Linked DNA regions of Sus scrofa: region 2 is linked to region 1. Evidence: chromatin contacts called from public HiChIP or PLAC-seq data. All regions are on one chromosome and are shown on one strand. The core of a region is the stretch at or near the end of the contact, and the rest is flanking DNA. Distances in the headings are between cores, read along the strand shown.

What was found. HiChIP or PLAC-seq counts read pairs in DNA pulled down with a chosen protein or histone mark.
Region 2: an H3K27ac HiChIP or PLAC-seq map of alveolar macrophages shows a contact between it and region 1. The contact joins the promoter of HBP1 here to the promoter of ATXN7L1 in region 1. A contact is called at or near these places in 3 of 47 Hi-C or Micro-C datasets (embryonic fibroblasts, mesenteric adipose tissue and omental adipose tissue) and 2 of 2 datasets of contacts at active chromatin or transcription factors (alveolar macrophages and skeletal muscle).

The regions. Positions count from the first base shown.
Region 1 is chr9:105,922,129-105,928,169 of Sscrofa11.1, forward strand. ATXN7L1 (ataxin-7-like protein 1) reads right to left here and starts at 3,507. Exons shown (of 18, transcript XM_005667724.3): 1 at 3,172-3,507.
Region 2 is chr9:106,963,591-106,969,631 of Sscrofa11.1, forward strand. HBP1 (HMG-box transcription factor 1) reads left to right here and starts at 2,470. Exons shown (of 11, transcript NM_001244264.1): 1 at 2,470-2,494. The coding sequence starts at 2,480. LOC110262252 (a long non-coding RNA gene) reads right to left here and starts at 2,212. Exons shown (of 2, transcript XR_002347084.1): 1 at 1,874-2,212.

The DNA.
Region 1 (6,041 bases), core at 2,257-4,756:
TGCGTAGCACTGGGAACTATGTCTGGTCACTTATGATGGAACATGATAATGTGAGAAAATAGAATGTGTACATGTATGTGTAACTGGGTCACTATGCTGTAGAGCAGAAGATTGACAGAACACTGTAAATCAGCTATAATGATAAAAATAAAATAAAAATTAAAAACTAAAAATAAAAACCTTTCCCTGAAAGCCACAGGGGGAATGTGAGTCTTTCAAACACGAGTTGTCCTGAAGCCCTTGCTTGGCGCCCAGCAAGAAATGCTGTGGTTTCTTTCACCACAACCCCGTGTCAGTAAATTGGCTTTATGCCCACAGGTGGGAAGACCCAAGTTTGGTTCAGGAACACCTCAGCTGACTGTCACCCTCCTGTCTTCCCTCCTGGGCAGCAGTGCTGAGCCTCCAGCACCAGCAGAAGCCCTGTGTGACAAGGAGGATGTGCAGACTTGGGCTGGCTTTGAGGAGGGCCCACCCCTCCCCGCTGCTCCTTTGGTCTGCCCACTCCAGAATCTCATCTGCACTTTTCCTTTGGGCCTTGGCTTGACCACAAAACCTTTCCTGCTCAGCCTTCAAGAACGAAGCAGGCAACGAAAAGAATACCCTGAAACGATTCCAAGCGTGGAGTGAGGACCAGACACAGCTTAGCCTGTGGTGAACTTTTGTATAATTACATGGCCAACAAATGAACACTGGGCAGTGGGGGCTGGGTGCCACTTCCAAACTGGCTGCTTTTAGGAATGGGGAGCCCTTTAGTCAGGGGTGACTGAGGGACTGCCATGGCTGGGGGCACCTTTCCTCAGGGCTCTGCTCTCAGAATTCTGGATCCCAGCTCACCTCTCTCTCTGGGCCCAGCCTGTGTGTCTTCCAAGCCAGCCCAGGCCACCATGGTTGTCATCCTTCATAAACACAGCAAGCAGGTAGATCTTTGCTCTCCACTCCCGTGGACAGCCCTTCTCAACTAAACACTAAATACCCAAGGAGATTTAGGTCTTTCTTTTTGTTTTGCTTTTTTTTGTTTTTTGTTTTTTTTGTCCTTTTGTCCTTTTTGTTTTTTTTTTTGTCCTTTCACCGCAGCATACGGAGGTTCCCAGGCTAGGGGTCTAATCAGAGCTACATCTGCCAGCCTACATCACAGCTCACGGCAATGCCGGATCCTTAACCCACTGAGCAAGGCCAGGGATTGAACCTGCAACCTCATGGTTCCTAGTTGGAGTCACTTCCACTGTGCCACAACAGGAACTCCGAGATTTACATCTTTCTTTCCCAGTCCCTCTCCTTTTCTTTTTTTGGCTTTCATGCAACAAGCCAAGCTTCCATTAGGCAGCACACAGTCTTCTAGGCACCGAGGATACATCACTGAACAAAGCTGTCACAAAGCCCTGTCCTCATGGAAACGATATTCCAGCCGGGGAGATAGGACATAAAATAAAACTGGGAGTTCTCACTGTTGGCACAACAGGATCAGAGGCGTCTCTGGAGCTCTGGGTTGCAGGGTTGGTCCCCAGCCCAGCACAGAGGGTTAAGGATCTGGCGTTGCCACAGTTGCACCCATGTGTTGCAAGTGCAGCTCAGATCTGATCCCTTGCCCAGGAACTTCATAGGCTATGGGGCTGCCAAAAAAGGGGAAAAAAAGCAAGTGAAACTTAAGACATGTGAAGCGTGGTGAGCAGCCCTGAGAAGGATGTCTACGTGCCCAGCGCCACAACTGTGAGAAGAGTCAACTTCACCAGCCACTGAGCGACCACCACGATGGTTTGAGCAACCACTGTAAACAGACATCACGCCCAGTGATGTACATGCATTGCCTCATTTAAATCACGTAACAACCCATTGGTAGGTACTATTATCGTCATGTTTGTAGATCTGACACACGGGGAGGTTCAGGGGCTTCCCAAGATCACCCAACTGCTAAGAAAAGGAGTCAAGATTTGACTCTAAGCTGTGGGACTCCAGTGTCCTTTGTTCTTATGTCCCCAGCTCTGCCTGACCCTCCTCAGTGCTCACACAGCAGCCTCCGGGTGGCACCACAGTGAGGAGGTCACCCCTGGACCACACGGCAGCTGGGAGGGGGCGCATAGCCTCTGATGATGAAAGGAATTTTCAGGTGGGGCTGAAACGACCAGTGCTCCCCTTCTGTGCAGAAGGCCCTGCATGGTGGTGCCTTTTAGCCCATGGTGTGTGTGTGTGTGTGTGTGTGTGTGTGTGTAAAATATCTTTCCAAACTCAATGCATGAGGCTGAACAACGGCTCCCTCCAGCCTGGCCTGGAGAGCACCAAGTCTAGAGGGAATGAGTTCCAGTCTTTCCAGTAATAAGCTGTGTGACCTTGGGAAAACTGTTCAACCTCTCTGGGACTCAATGCTTTTGTCTGTAAAAAGAAGCACAGGACTCCCTGCCTGTCTGCTTTCTGGATTTGTGGTGAGCATCACAAGAAATCATGTACCTGAGTGTGCTGGGTAAACTCTAAAGTGATATGCACCTCCCTCAGCCTTGCTGTGACTGAAATGTGGAGTCCCACTAGAAGGAATTGCCCTGAGGCTTGTGTATATTTAGGTCAATCAGGGGTTAAAATTCCTGCTCCCCTCAACAGGCTCTGAAAACCCTCCACTGTTCCAGAAGCATTATTCTGCAAGGCCTAGCCCTCCCCTTCCTCCAAAGGGCCAACAGGTGAGAAGCTGGGGGAGTGGAGGAGGAGCGGGGTGAATGGCTGAGAGAACAGATGCTTCTGGAGGGCGGGGCTCACCTTGTCGCCCCCCTTCTGGGGCAACAGCCGCAGGAGAAGGCCTTACCCCCAGCTAAGCGTGAGCCCTGCAGATGTGCCATCCGCTCTCATCATGGTGACAGATGTAACCCTAAAAACCAAGAAGGCCCCTGCCCCGACAGGCTCAGCTGGCTTCCTGCCCTCCTTCTGGAGGGAAGTGATCAAGGATTCCTAGTCGCTCAGGAAAAGAAAACTCTCATTTATCGGCCCCCTCCCGCTTGCCATATGTTCCTCGGTTTAACGCACCCATCCATCCGCTCTGTGAAGTATTAGCCACATTTTACACCCGAGAAAGCTGAGCCCTGAAGAGGCGGGGACACGCAGCTCCAAGAGGAACCCGGATTCGTGGGCCCCAAAGCCAGCTCTGACCAGGGCTCTTTATTAACCAAGCGATAAATACTGCTTAAGTACCTGTTCGTCCAGGAACCGCTGAGGACCTGAAACCTGCAGGAGGCAAGGCGAGGCCTCCCGGGCGGCAGGCAAATCTAGGTGGGGGCGGGTGGCGCCCTGCAGGGGGTGTTTCTCCGTGCTCTTGGCAATGGAGACGGCGAGGACCAGGGCGAGAGAGCGGTCTGAGTCATCCCAGCCAAAGCTCTCTGAGGCTCGGAGGGTCCAAGTGGGCCCTGGGGACCGTGAGTCACTAACTCATGCTCTGATGAGCAAACTAGTTAGTTGAGCCAGCCCTTGAACTGCTAGCCCAGGGATCTTGCTACACTCACCACGTGCGAGCTGAGGCCTGAAGGGCTGAAGTGGGCGTGGTTGTCGCCACTGAAAGACCCAGCGCCTGAGGCTCCGCCTCCCACCCGAGTCTGCGCAGATCTGCTCCAGCAGAGCCCGAGCCCTCTGGTGAGCAGCTGTTTCCATTTTTCCCCCCCGCGGCCTGGGTTCTGGGAGCCAGGCCAGCATTCAGAGCCATTTCTCTCCCTTTCGTTTTTGTAAAAGAGAAAAACCGCCCAGGGCTGCCAGAGCCTGAGCTTGCTCCTGGGTGGCCACCACTTGGCTGGACTGGAGGGGACGCCTCCTGGGAGCCCCCATTTTCTCTGGGTCTGGCCATCTGGGACCTTCCCATCCAGAAACTTGTGGAATCCACTCTCCTGTAGCCCTTGTCCTCACGGGGCTCCCTCTTTGCAGTCTTGACCCCTGCCCTTTGTTCTAAAAGCAAGAAGTGTTACAGAAGCAAACTGGGGTCCAACTGCCTCCAGGCAGTAAAGCCATTCTATTGACAGGGGGTCGTGGTAGAGGAAAGTACCGGCTTTCCATTGTGAGGCACCAGGCAAGGGTCCAGGGCATCTAATGCTCAAAACCCCCAAACTCCTGGAAGAGTTCAGGGAAGCATTTTGAAAGGCAAGTTGAGGGGTTGCAGGGTATGTGGTCAGCTTGTGCACGAGATTCTCTGATTGGTTGATGGTGAGTGAACAGGATGGTGTCACAGGGGTTAACATTACCAATCCTTAGGCTCCAGCCAGACTGGGGACTATGTGCTCATGGTCATCACATAATTAACTTCTTCCATTTGGTGGGGGTTTTAGCATAGCTCAGGAAATGTGCACCAGATACTGTTATCTAGGTACTTGGGGGAGGAACTAAAGATTCTGTGACTGCCATATGGCTGATTTGCTATTTAAATTGTTACCACTTCTCCTGGCCCAACTGCTACTTTTGTCAGATATGTTCACATCCTTCCAATTGTTAATTCTCATAGAGTTCCTGCTGGGGCACAGTGGGCTAAGGATCTGGCATTGTCTCTGCAGTGGCTCAGACGCAGGTAGCTGCAGAGGTGTGGATTTGATCCCTGGCCTGGTGCAGTGAGTTAAGGATCCAGCATTGCCACAGCTGCAACTCAGATTCTATCCCTGGCCCAGGAACTTCCATATGCTGCAGGTGTGCCCACCCCACCCTCAAATTAATTCTTGAGCCAGGCTTTTATGACTCAAGGGAGACCTGGGACACTATGGCTTTTATACAAACAAGAGGCAGGCAGAGGGCATTGGGAGGGGGGTGGTCCTGGGAGGGCCCCATAGGGTCCTGTTTAGTTACAGCAGTCTGACACCTCCAGTGGATGAGGGGCCTCCTGATGGAGTGGCCTGGGTCAAGGTCTCCCTGGGCTTGTGACATGGGTGACAAGGTCTCCCTGGGCAACTTAATCTAGGACTCTCTGAGGTATGTGAGAGCTGAGTCTGAAGCAAAGGGAGAGAGACTCATTCACCCTTGTCCCCGGCCCCTCCCCCTGCCTCCAGGGCTGGCTGTTCCTACTTGAAATCTAGTGTCCTGGGATGAGCAGGGCTTCTTTCCAGAACCATCTGTGGCTTGTTTGCTCACCCCACTGGAAGGCTACTCCCAGCCTCGAAGCACCCCCGTGCCAACTGCGAATTACTCTGCACAGCACATGCAAGTTTCATTTAAAGTCTCTTGTTTTAAGTGATTTTCTTTGACTTTCCCTGGAGGCTTTTATCTAAATAAGCTCTTCTTCTAGGTAAACAGGAAGGTAGACTGATTCACTGTCCTGAGAAATTAGGAAGAAAGCAATTATGCAGGTTCTGCTATGGGAGGAAAACAGGCAGGGCTTCTGGGGAGGAGGGGCAGGCTAATCCCAGCCCCGTGATGCTGACACTCCCCACAGCGCCTTCCTCATCAGCTGGGCACTAACCACTGTCCCAGGACCCCTCTGAGAGTTAGGTAGCGCTAGAAGAGTTTCCGTGCCTTTGAGCAGTTCCCTTTGGGTCTGCAGATTTGTGGAAGTCACTACCAGACACTGGTGTCCCCTTAAGCTTTTTAACACTGAGCTCCCTGTGTTTCTGAGTTGGTGTTAATTGAGCCTCAAGTCCTATGATTATTTTCCATACAAGAACGTTATTATAGGCCGTGGAATTCCAGAGTGATGGGAAAGATACCACTTTTCTTTAGACCCTACAGACAAGTGTGAGCCAGGCTAGGAGATCTGCTCATGCTTACCCAAGGCATTATGGGAGTTCCTGTTGTGGCTTAGTGAGTTAAGAATCTGACATAACATCCACGAGGATGCAGCTTTGATCCCTGGCCTCTATCAGAGGGTAAAGAATCGGGAGTTGCCGCAAGTTGCAGCACTCACTGGTTGCAGATGTGGCTCAGATCCGGTGTTTCTGTGGCTGTGGCTGTGGCCGGCAGCTGCAGTTCTGGGAATTTCCATATGCTGCAACTGGGGTCCTAAAAAGAAAAAAAAAAAAAGGGCCTTATACTGGAGGTGAAAGAATCCAACTATCTAAGATCAAATTCTGGCCCTGTTATGTGACTTTGGGCAAGTT
Region 2 (6,041 bases), core at 1,220-3,719, 1.0 Mb after region 1:
AGTGTTGTGCCAATTTCTGCTGTACAGCAAAGTGACTCAGTCACACACTTACTCTTTTTTAAAATATTATTTTCCATCATGGTCTATCCCAGGAGATTAGATATAGTTACCTGTGCTATAGGGTAGGACTTCGTTGTTAGAAAACCTTTTAAAATAAATTAAGGGTCAGAGAACATAATTTCCTGGTGTATGCAGTGAAGAGGGGAGAGGAGTGGCACAAGTTCATTTTTTGGGAGAGGGAAAGCTTTTTAGTTTCTTGGAGGGAATTAGGCATAAATAGCTCAGATTTTAGTTTTAAATGATCAGATGAATTCCATGGACTTTTTTCTTTTTGTCAAGAAATTAATCACTGATTAACAAGAACCTCCTGTATAGCACAGGAAAATCTACTCAATAGATTGTAATAACCTATACGGGAAAAAAGAATGGATATATTTATATGTATAACTGATTCACTTTGCTGTACACCTGAAACTAATACAATGTATGTTAACTATACTCCACTAAAATTAAAAAAAAAAACTACTATGAGATATCATCTCAAAAAAAAAAAAAGATATTAAACACCGGAGTTCATATTTTCAAACTTTACAATTCTGAGTTCCAGTGATCCTCCCACTGTTTAAAATACAAAGGGAAGGAAGAAAATAAAAATACACAAAATAGCAGGGCTATTTGGGATCACTCTATTAATCTCTGGAAGATGATAAATACAAATCTTGTCCTTTTAACTCAGGGACAAATTTAGGCATTTTATTGATTCTCTAAATTAAGAAACAAAAAAAAATGTTTGATTACTATTTGTGAATACAGAAAGTAAATCTCAGCTCACAGGGTGGGGAGGACTATTCTATAATTTCATTTGAGGAATTCAAACAGGGAATCCCTAAAACAATTTAAAATTTGTTTCAGTATAGGAGAGTTGTTCTGTAATTCTTGATTTGTTCTGTGGCTTTCGGGTAGATTTAAAAATTCAAGGAATGTAGGGGGTGTAAAGGAATAATCAGCTAGGATTTAAGGCTCCTTTTCAAATATAGGTTTCTCACGAATGTAATTTTTCCTCAATTTTAAGCATGCATATAGTCATCTAAAGATATAAAGCCTAAAGCGTAGCTGAAATGATTAAACACTAAAGGTTCAAAGGAAAAAAGCTTAATAATGTTTTTGTAATGGGAATGGTAATAACATCAATTACAGACTAGGGACTGTGGTGGACCGCCTTGTTTAAAGTGAAGGTAACTATAAAGCCAGAGAAGTCATCCTCCTCCTCGGCTGAGTCAGAGCATTAGTAACTTAAGGAGGAACTCTGATGGACACGAAGTGGGAAGTCATTCATCTTTCATCAATGGGAAGCCCTCTGGAGAGGAAAAATGGTTAACAAAAACTCACCGCAGAAACTTAGAAAATGATTTACAAAATAAATCACTTTGTCATACATTATAGCCCCCTCTATATTACCTTAAACCACCCTCAAGCGGTTCAATACGCAAAACACCGCTTTGATTTCGCTCAATACCAAAGTCAACAGCAAATCGCCCCCACTTCCGGCCCCTTAGACCTCTGTAAATTCTCCAGACTCTGAGCTTCTCTCTTTCTGTTCATCTCCAAGCCTCTCAGTGCCTGGCACGTAGCCGGCATTCAACAAATCTTGAGAGAACTGAACAGAGTTGGCAGAGAAGCCTCAAGCTGCTGTCCCGAGAGTGGTGAGGCTAGGCGCGTTGTAAAGGAAGGCTGTCCTCCGACTGGAGCTCAGCACCGTCTTTATTATCCTCATCAAGCCTGGGGCCGTGATTTGTGGGTGACTGGGTCCCTCGCTATGCTGCACTGCTTCCGCTTGTGCAGTCATCTCCTTCCCTTCTCTCTAAAACAATACCTTGGCCTCCTGCCAAACTTTGAGCCGCGAGCGACTCTGGCTGTTTATGGCCCGGAATGGGTGCTGCGAGAGACGTGAAGCTGCTTTGAGTGCTAGGAAAGGCCCAAAGGAAGGGAAGAGGCCAAAGCTTTGAAACACTCCCTTCCTCCGCCCCCTCCCTTTTGTCCCAGACAGCAAAACAAACGAGCTGATACACGTGTCCCTATGACTCTTGTTTACTATCAAGACCGCACTCTGCAGGCGGTCTTGGGAACTGTAGTCCAACGTTCCTCCGACCTGCAGGTTCCGAGAGGCATGAAACTAGGATGAGACTACGAACCCACAATCCTTTTCGGGTGCAAAGTTTGGCTCGCGTCCCGGGAGTCTCGGCAGCAATCCAATCCGAAGCGCTCATCGTAGTGATTGACACACCATCTTCTCCAGTGAACACAACACAAAAGTCAATACAAGCCCGCCCCGCGAGAAGGACCACGGTATCACCCAATGGGAAAGGGAAATGGTCGAATGGCAGTTCCTCAGACCAATAATAGGGCGAAGGAGCTGCTCGGAGGCCCAACCCCCGGGGGGTTGAGGGGAGGGGGAAGACGAAGCTTGAAAGACTTGGTAATGGCGACGGGTTTGGTAAGTAGGAAAGTTTCGGTTGAGAACTAAGAGCGGCGGCGGGAGCGGTAACGCGTGCCAGGGAGGCCGTCGTCAGTCGGAGAGGGAGTATGGGAGCTGCCTGTGGTGCTGTCGCGGCCAGGGGGGCCCGAGCCAGGGCTGCCTGCACTCCGCGACGGGTTTGTTGTCTTTCTGTTCGGGAAGGGGTGGGGGTGGGGAAGGGAGGGGCAGGATCCCGAGGGGATCCGGCCGCCGGGCAGGCTTGGGTTCGCGCTCCTCTTCCTCATGGTGGGAGCAGTTAACCGACCGATACTTGCCCGTGGCGAACCCCCTGGAGTGGCGCCTCCCGCGAGCTCACCTGAGCTTCGCGGCCAGCGGGGGTCTCGGGACTGAGGCTGGGAGGCGTTGGCGAGGATGACGCCCCGGGCCGGGTTGCGCGGTGGGTGGCCGGGCCGGGTGGGAAGATGGGGCAGGCCTAGGCGGGGGAAGGGGCCTGACGCGGCAGCGGGGCTGCCCAAGAAAGTTTGACCTCAACTTCTCGCGTGTGGGCGGGGGGTCGGAGGTTGGCCTGGGTGGGCAGCTGGCCGGGGGTGGGGGACTCTAGTGAGGCGCCGCCTCTTTCGGGCAGAGAGGGGCTTTGGGACGAGCTGGGAAGCTCGCGGAGCTGCTGGGCCCCGGAGCTCATTGTTACGCAGTTCGAATGAATGGGCTCCGTGGCGCCTGCGCGGTGGGGCTGAGCCGAGGGGAAAAACAAGCCTGGAGTCCAGGCTGCGGTCACATGATGGGGGGAGGGGAGGGAACGCGATGAATGGCGAAAGAGGGTGGGGGATGGACTTGGCGTGAACCTGGAGGCTGTGCCTCCGTTTGACCCGGAGCCGAGGTTTGGCAGGAGATTCCAGTCTTCTCCTTCCAACCTATGCTGCTGCCCCAGGCAGATTAAAACAAAACAAAAAAGAATCCAGGCGAAATCGGCAGCCGGGGCCGGGTTTTTGTGGTTTCTTTAAACGCTACTTGCTGTTAGGGGATTTTACTCGCCGTTGGGCATTCTTCACCTTCTGGAGTTCATTCTTTAGGAGTTTTCGGCAACAACCTTCTGTAAAAGAAGCGCTGAATGCGGGGATGTATTCTAGAGCCTTTAGCTCTGGGAGCCACTGATACTAAGGGAGGACGATAGGGAGTTGTGTTTATATTCGGAAGTGTTGAGTTCCACCAACAATTCCGACTAAGTGGTTTATATTTATTTCCCTCTAATTAGCAGCGAATGATTCCATCAGTTACCTTTTGAGAATTAAACTGACCTTAACCTTTGTAAATACTTTTATTGTTTAGCTATTGATAGTGATTTACATTTGTATTGTACTCGTAGGACTTTCTGTCTTTGCTTTTTGTTGCTGTTTTGCTGTTGTTTTCTGCTTTAGCTTGCTAGCGAGAGTGTTGGGGTCAGCTGTTCAGTTTCCGTGATTAAACCACTCAGTTCTTGCCGAGTAGGCAATAGTTGGCAAAGTTTTAAGGAAATCTGAATTATATTCAAAAGAATGAAATATACTCGTTAAGCGTATTAAGTAAAAGAGCTACTTTATACTTTTGAGGAGGCCGTTTTACCACGTTTTCAGCAAAACACCAGTATTTATGAAATGAATCTTGATTTCACTTTCTAGTTTCCATTTTATTTCGTTTCATAAACCGAATTACCTTTTTCAGCCTTTAAAACTCTTCCCCTTTGTTTACTTCTCATACTTGTACCACATACATTATTTTAAAAGTTACCTTCTCCTGGGTTCCCCACAAATTTCCATGCTTCTCAGTGCCTACCTCTCAGACTTAAAACATGGTACTGTCGCTTTAAGGGTTGTCTCCTCCACTGTATTTTAATTTCTTTGGACTTTTTCCTCACTATCCAAATACTCAGTGATGAAGGCAAATGGCTTGGGCTTCATGAATGAATAAACTGCCAGCCACTGAAGGTTCTTGAGGGAGAATTGCAAGCTGGTCTCTTGTGTTTCTGTTTCAAATAAAAATATCAGTACCTTTAAAATTTTTTCTTCCTTAAGCTACCATAAGAAGTTTGTAGCATGTTTATTAGATTATGCCAGGTATTTTACATGTATTTTCGGTATGATAGTGAATATATATCTAGTATGAGAAAATAAATCACAACAAATTTTTTAAGCTGACAAATTGTATATCACAAAATTCAGGAAAAATGATATTCTTTATTAACAGTGATACTCTTGTATATTCTTTCTTTTTTTTTTTTTTTTTTTGTTGTTGTTGTTGTCTTTTTGCCATTTCTTGGGCCGCTCCCGCGGCATATGGAAGTTCCCAGGCTAGGAGTTGAATAGGAGCTAGAGTCACCGGCCTATGCCAGAGCCACAGCAACGCGGGATCCGAGCTGCGTCTGCAACCTTCACCACAGCTCACAGCAACCCTGGATCCTTAACCCACTGAGCAAGGGCAGGGATCGAACCCACAACCTCATGGTTCCTAGTCGGTTTCGTTAACCACTGCACCACGACGGGAACTCCACTCTTGTATATTCTTGTTTATGCCTGACTTGTCAGTAATGCTCATATTCCTTCATATTTTGATCTACATTTACTCTGGTACTTCTTATAATTTATACTGAAATCTTAAAGTTAATCATTGTAAATGTTTTAGGAGGTTTCTGGTAGCTCAGTGGGTTAAGGATCTGCTGTTGTCACTGCTGTGAACTCAGGTTGCTGCTTTTGTTTGGGTTTGATGCCTGGCCTGGAAATGTCTGCATGGCAGGGGTGCAGCCGAAAAAAAGGAAAAAAAAAAAAAGATAAAACAATACCAAGAAATAGAGAAAGAAGGAAAGAAAGAAAGAAAAAATTCTAAAATAACTGTAGTTTTTTAGTTAACTGCATTAAGGCCCCCAAATGTTTTTGGTATAGAAAGTTGCACTTACTACAGTTTTTTATGGAGGCTCATTTTAGCTTGGAATTATGTAATCCATTTAAAATACTAACTTAATTCCCAGTGTTAGAGGTAGAAAGTAATTGCACATTACTTTCTCTTCATCCCCTCTTCGCCAAACAATTTGAGCTTGATAGAGAAGTCCTTCAGGATTGGAGGAGGGCTGTAGATCACTTCCCTTGATATCCATAATGAGGATGGAAAGATAAGGATTCTGGGAGGAATAGACTCTTAAAAGTAGATGTGTAACCTATGTTGGTCTTTACCTTTTGTCCTTTTTCTCAGGTTGTTTTGATTTGTTTTTGAAGGGAAAATGGTCCTATTCACTTGTTAGAGCCCTGTTTTTCTCATACTTTGTTCAGAGCTGAGATGAAGTATGTGGAAATGCTCAGCACATAGTAGGTAAACATTTAGTAAAACCTCATTTCCTTCTTTCTCATTCACTGAAACTTAGCTATTAGTTTTCCTTTCTTTCTCTCAAGATTTTGTGGGTATTCACTTCTGAAAATTTGCAAAACAAGGACAATAGGGCCTTCTCACCTCAAAAAATTTTGTAATATTGAACATGACATTTTAAAGTACAACTGCTGGAGAGTTTTATTCTTTCCTTTTGAGAATCACTGATACAGTG